2 separate regions of the Mus musculus genome follow, and region 2 is linked to region 1. Evidence: chromatin contacts called from public HiCAR-type data. All regions are on one chromosome and are shown on one strand. Each heading gives the region's core, a stretch centred on a gene start, on an enhancer-like site or on the middle of the called end of the contact. The rest is flanking DNA. Distances are from core to core; before and after follow the strand shown. Region 1 overlaps Prkn (parkin RBR E3 ubiquitin protein ligase). Region 2 overlaps Agpat4 (1-acylglycerol-3-phosphate O-acyltransferase 4 (lysophosphatidic acid acyltransferase, delta)).

Region 1 (3,190 bases), core at 198-2,697:
TCCCCAGCGTACAGTCCCCTGCCACCAAGCTGTAAAGCAAGAACTGGTGTTCTGTTGCTAGGAGCAGACAGTCTTGTGACTCAGCACTGTCTCAGGTCCACACAGAATATGAAGCGTGGGTCACAGAGGGGCTGCATGACAAGGCAGCTAATTAGAAGTGTGTGTGTGAGTGTGTGTATGTGTGTGCCCCCGCCCACACAGTGGAGATGAGCTAACGTGGGAGAAACGAGTTTTCTTACATATTTTATACCTGAAAAAAACAATAGAATTTCTTCTATGGTAAATAAATAAATACATCTCTCTCATGTATATACCTTTCTGTATATGCCCCTTTCTATACCAAAATTTCTTTACATGTGCCTATATACCTAGGTATAGGTTTTTGTATAAATATCTAGGTATAGAAAGAGGTGGAGTGTCAGCATGTAAAAGACAACTTATGACCCAAAAAGGGACAGATGCTTTCTTGTGCAACCCTAGGGACCTACCAGTGGCCGATTTGAGTGTCTACATCATGAGTTATGGCTAGGAGCTGCCTTGGGAGGGTCATGCCTGACTGGCTTGCTTGCTTTCTTACACTGTAGCTATGGGATTTGAACTCAGGTCCTCTGGAGGAGGATTCAGTGCTCTTAACCTCTGAGCCATCTCACCAGTCCTCAGCTCCTGTGCCTGGCTTTCATTCACCCTTTGCTAATGACCTTGGGCTCCTCTCACCTGCAGAAGTGTGATAACAACACCACTGGCCTCTGTGACTGTTGTTGGGAGGAAGTGAGAGAGAGAGACACACACACAGATTGAGCCCTCCCTGAGGACTGCGGACTTCGTCTGTGTTTCCTCCTTTGGTTGTACTGTTGATATGGTCACCCTCATTTCTAGCGTATAGATAGAGACAGGGATGTTAAGACTGGGAATTTGCAGTGATGGTAAAGACTGTTGAGGCCTTGATAGGTCTTAAGGCCTCTTACAGATACAGGTAAATCAATGCCCCTCCCAACTCCCTCGTCCCCCGTCCCCGTCCGTCGTGTCCCCCCCCCCACCCCCAGCCCCCGCAATGAAGCTTTTAAAAGCAAATTAGTGGCTTTTCCAGCTCAAATTAGCGGCTAGGAGACGCTGTTAATGTGCGTGTAAGCTACCAGAAGTAGAGAAGACCCACACAAGGGCTCTCCCCATATTTTAGAAAATTTATTTGTAATCCGCCTGGGTTAGAAAATAAATCGGACAAATATCTTCTAATCCTAAAAAAGGGTCAAAGCCAGGCATTACTGAGATGCTTGGCATACTCCAGGAAGGTTCTCTTCCGGTGAGCGGTAGCTTTTAAATTTCACCTTCCTCAAAGTAATCCAACGCCTGGCCCTCACTGGTCACCGAGGCAAAAACTTCCCCTCTGCACAGCCCTTCCCAGTGCTGAGTCAAACTTCCCAGGCTGCAGGCGTCTGCTGTGAGTGTCGCGCCCCCTGCTGGTGAGCAGTGGAACAGCACCTTTCAGGAACTGAACGGATCAAAACTGGTGGGGCTCAGCTTTGTTATTTTCAGTGTGTTCTCACGATTATTTTGGAAGAATGAGTGCATGCTACATTTTGAATTAAAAAACCATCAGAGGGTGGTGGTGGGGACTTACAGTTTCTGGCTGAGGACTGGTGCTACAATCTGCCTGTGTTCCAGATTTCCAGAAACACACTTTACAACGCAATTTGCAACAGCACTTTTGGTGATGAAGATGAGAGCCTTTCTTTCTACTATTGGTGGAACGTGTTGTACAAAAACCGTAGGAGAGTTGAGACTAGGGCACATGGGTGTATTAAAATCATACCAGGGACTCCCTGCGAGCCCCCAGGTCAGGGAAGCAGACAACACCTTACTTAGTTATCATCAGAAATGCTCCCCTACCCTGCAGCAGACGGGAACAAACAGAGACCCACAGCCAGACCATACACGGAGTGAGAGACCTGGGGATCCTCAGCCCTACAAGGGACCCCTCCATCACATCTCTCCCCTTGAGTGTGGGAGCCAGAGGGGATGGAGGACACCAAGGAATCAGGGCTTCAGGGACCCAGTAGGGCTGGTGGTGCACATACAAACTTAGAGACAGGGGCAGCGTGCATTGGTCTGCGCCAGAATGAGCCCTAGAGCTGAGATAAGCAGACACAAACTCCCACGCCTTACCCAGAAGCTATCTCCAAGTGATGGCCACTGACAAATGAGAAATTCGTCTTTTCTGAGGCAGTCTCACTGGGGAAACAAAACACTCTTAAAGGTAGGCTGCCCCATGCCCGGTAGTAGAGAGCCAACAGAAATGAAGTTAGGGGGGCTGGAGAGATGGCTCAGTGGGTAAGAGCACTGACTACTCTTCCAAAGGTCATGAGTTCTTTTTTTTTTTTTAAGACTTATTTATTATTATATCTAAGTACACTGTAGCTGTCTTCAGACACACCAGAAGAGGGCATCTGAACCCATTACCGATGGTTGAGAGCCACCATGTGGTTGCTGGGAATTGAACTCGGGACCTCTGGAAGAAGAGTCAGTGCTCTTAACCACTGAGCCATCTCTCCAGCCCTGCCTGTCTGTCTTCTGACAGGGTTTCTCTGTATAGTCCTGGCTGTCCTGGAACTCACTCTGTAGACCAGGCTGGCCTTGAACTCAGAAATCCGCCTGTCTCTGCCTCCCAAGTGCTGGGATTAAAGGCGTGTGCCACCACCACCAGGCTGCCTGTCTGTTTTCTAAGATGAGACAGAGAGGGTTCGGATCCGGACTGGAGGAGAGAGGCGAGGAAGGGACTGGGAGGGGTAGGGTAGGGGAGACCATAATTAGAATATGATGTGTGAAATAAACATCTATTTTCAATAAAAGAAAAAATTATATTGATCTGGGAACAAAGTCTGAGAATGAAACAGGTATACATGCCAGACCAAGAAAAATGTGTAACTCCTTGCCTCCACCTCATACAGCGTGGATACAGGATGGCAAGGGCCCCAGGGCCATCTATCCTCTTGTGATGGTGTGTATATGCTTGGCCCCAGGGAGTGGCAACATTAGAAGGTGTAGCCCTGTTGGAGTAGGCATGGCCTTGTTGAAGTAGGTGTGTCACTGTGGGCTTGGGTTTCAAGACTCTCATCCTAGCTGCCTGGAAGTCAGAATTCTGCTATCAGCTTTCGGATGAAGATGTAGAACTCTCAGCTCCTCCTGCACCATG
Region 2 (3,190 bases), core at 461-2,960, 130 kb before region 1:
AGCAGATCCTGAACAAATGTTTGGTGAATGAATGAATGAAGTAACTCAAGATGCAGATATAGATGGTGGGTCAGAGACCCAGAATCAGGCGGAAGGAGGCAGAAGCCTGTGTAAGACAAGAAAGGATGGAGACCCATCTAGTTAACAGGGTCCCAGCTCCTGTATGGTTCTTTGGAAGTGGAGACCAAACTCAACCCAGCTGGCCTGGGCCCTTCAGGTCACATCTGCCTGAAATAAGCAGAATTCAGAAGTCTCTTCCTTGGTCTCACACGTTTCCCTAGGCATCACTTGGGAGCTAGCCACCTGCAACATGTCTGACTAGAAACACCTCAGAGAATATGGAAGACTTAGTCCATTGTCAGGCCAGCAAAGAATGTGCTGCACCAAACTCAGTTGTCAGAAGCCCTTCCCCTCCCCCCTCCCCCCTCCCCCTCCCCCTCCCCCCTCCCCCTCCCTCCCAACCCCCTAACTCCCCCTAGCTGGATGGGACCCAAGATAAAGGCAACAGAGCTACTAGTTTCCAACACCAAGACAAGTCTACATCCAGCTTGACACTGTTTCCTGTCTGCTCCTGTGATCGTAAATACTGATTTAAATCCTCCAAAGGGACTAAGGAACCAGTTCTCATTTCTACAAGCTGGAGTCCAGTTCTAGCGCTCATTACACAATGAATCTTCCCAATTTAGCAAGAGACACTAATTATTCTATTTAACTGGTGACTGATGACCCCACTCCCACATACGACTGCTTGCCAAGGTTCTAACGCTGATTAGTTTGTGAATGGCTTCTGCCCTTCTGTGTGTTCGAAAGTCTGCCAACCCCCACCCCCCACACACACACACCCATGGGCAATTTAGGCTGGACCTCAAACTCCCCGAACTCCCAGCACATTCCATCTCTGCCACCTTCACCCCTGAACTGGCTCAGCTCCTGTTCACACCAGTGAGCGGAGAACAGCCGTGGCTTGGTGAGGTCTTGCTCTGTCATCACACCTAACGATCCGGTTGCTCTGCGGGAGCGCTGGTCTGCCTCTCCGATTCCTATGATAAGCTAAGACTGTGTGTTTTAAATTTGCAGACATTCCAGTCTGTAGATCCTGGGATACTGATTTTTGGGGTCTGCTTGCTTGGACCACTGGCACAATAGTCTCTCCTAGTACTCAAAAAAAAAAAAAAACCAAGCCCGAAGTGGTAGTTGAGCATGCCTAGAACCCCAACAGTTGGGAGGGTGAGATAGGAGGGTGACATGTTTGAGTCCATCATTGGACTACAATTAAAAGCCTAGCTTCAAAACTTAAAGCAAAACAAAACCCATGACTTAGTTTGGTAGGTCAGATCCAAAAGACCCAGCACACTCCACCAGCTACAACCATTTCTCCTTCCTAGGTAGAGATGCCTACATAAGCAATGCCTATCCAGCCGCCAGCCACACTTAGTGAACTGGCCTCATCTGCCTCTGTTCACGCAACACTTTTCCACATCCTCCCCCCTCGAAGGGCCGCTAGCTGTTCTCTGCCCCAGAGCTGGAAGCTGTTTGGGCTCAGACACACTCGCTCGCCTCTTTCTGCTGTGCTGCAGCCAGTTGACAGGGATTAAAGAAAACAAATAAAAATTGCCATTGAAGGAGAGCCAAACTCCAGAGGCTGCCAAGGGCTCCCTCCCTCCTGACTTGACAAGGCGGCTCCTTCATAGCCTAACAAAGAAGGTTGTGACATGTTTAGACACAGATACAAGTTGGCGACGTCTCTTTCAGAGCTGTGAGTTCAGCGTGGGGTTGTGGGTTGGGTGGGAATGAATGAGTAGATGACTAAAGCAAGGGGCAGAAGCTCTTGGGGCAGCAACCCTAGGATCTCAGCAGTAAGCTCAGCTCCTGGGTTCAGGAGGGCACACAGCTGCAGCCCTGCTTCCTCCAATTCCTACCCTGCGTTTCATCAGCACACACACACACACCCATCCTTTCCTCTTGCTCCTTATGCTTCGGGTGTGGAAGCTCCAAGATACACATGCAGCAGGTCTGGCCCCAAGGTGGTATATGACCCAGTGCTCTGACTATCTATCTGTCTGTCTGTCTGTCTGTCTGTCTGTCTTCCTCTTTGCTGCACCTCTTCCTCCCCTCCTCCTGACTCGGTCCGCATATTGTGCTTGTTCTTCAAACTTCTCCCCGTGCCCCCTTATGCTATTATAGCCACAAGACAGAAATGGATACAGTCATCTCTGGGCCCAGTACTTCTAAACACAATGCCGGTCCATGACAACAGTGGTGCTCACTAAATGTCCACTGGACGGACTGCAAAGTCATTCCATTGTTTGAGCATGTTTGGCATCAGGTGAAGATTCAGAGCAGGACCTGTTCAAAGCCAACTACCCTGTTGTAAAGCCTTTTCCTTTACCCTGAGGTCTAGCCCTGCTTATGATAACCCGGTAAAAGGTATGGGTCTTGCTCTAGTAGTTCATGTCACTGATCATGGTCTGCCCTAGTTGGAGACACAGATCTACAATGTTCACCTTCTGTTTAAGCAGCTGGCTGTCAAGGTAGAAGTTGCACAAAATAGTCACGTATCCAGGACCATTGTAAGCGTCCCAATGAAGGCATTATCAAGAGAGCAGTACTCAGTTCAACACCTGATACATAGCCCTGGGATACTATTAAGATGGCCCAGCCTTCTCCACACCTGCTCTACTGATGCACACAGTAAGGGTCTCTGTGGTCAGCTCTGCCACACTCCTCAAACACTAGAATGCTCACTGACCCTCAGCCAGGGGACTGCTATCCCCACTAGGCCATAGTTGGGTTGAGGGTGGGGTCCCTGTATCCCCTTGGGTTCCTCTGATCCCACCCAACACACTTCTTATATAGCACCATGTTGTACTGAGACCTGTAAATCTGCTAAATATCACCATCTATCAGCTGTAATGTGATGGCTAGGTCTCAGACCAGTTCAATACCCTTCACTTTAAGAGACACCCTCGCCCTGATTACTGTAGACTTGTAACTACCCATAGGGCTGGTACACAGAGCTGTACTGGGAAATAGTCAACCCCTGGCTGGGAGACTCAGGCAAAGGGGAAAGGTTTTATTTACGGCTATATTAGTTGTGTTTCTCACCATGTGACAAATATCTGACAAAAGCAATTTAATGTCTTAAAGCCTTATTTACTTTTAGTGCACTGGTGTTCTGTCTACATGTGTA

What was found. HiCAR-type assays count read pairs that join an accessible place to other places.
Region 2: a HiCAR-type map of fibro-adipogenic progenitors shows a contact between it and region 1, with 4 times the contacts expected there. The contact joins two enhancer-like sites. A contact is called at or near these places in 15 of 484 Hi-C or Micro-C datasets (the 3T3-L1 cell line, the MC3T3-E1 cell line, embryonic fibroblasts and 9 more), 14 of 115 datasets of contacts at active chromatin or transcription factors (T-cell acute lymphoblastic leukemia, astrocytes, double positive thymocytes and 9 more) and 3 of 9 other capture datasets (adipose tissue, liver and pancreatic islet).

What each region holds. Positions count from the first base shown.
Region 1 is chr17:12,037,633-12,040,822 of GRCm38.p6, reverse strand. All of the region lies in intron 10 of Prkn (parkin RBR E3 ubiquitin protein ligase), which reads right to left. Among named protein-coding and RNA genes, the nearest start is that of Gm46604, 7.8 kb to the right of the region's middle. Within about 2 kb of position 1,447, at least 62 of the 459 cell types and tissues checked have an H3K27ac peak or open chromatin away from gene starts, as enhancers often do. A contact at or near this core is called in fetal liver and fibro-adipogenic progenitors, where this site is marked.
Region 2 is chr17:12,167,156-12,170,345 of GRCm38.p6, reverse strand. The region is part of intron 2 of Agpat4 (1-acylglycerol-3-phosphate O-acyltransferase 4 (lysophosphatidic acid acyltransferase, delta)); the gene reads right to left. Among named protein-coding and RNA genes, the nearest start is that of Agpat4, 49 kb to the right of the region's middle. Within about 2 kb of position 1,710, at least 80 of the 459 cell types and tissues checked have an H3K27ac peak or open chromatin away from gene starts, as enhancers often do. A contact at or near this core is called in fetal liver and fibro-adipogenic progenitors, where this site is marked.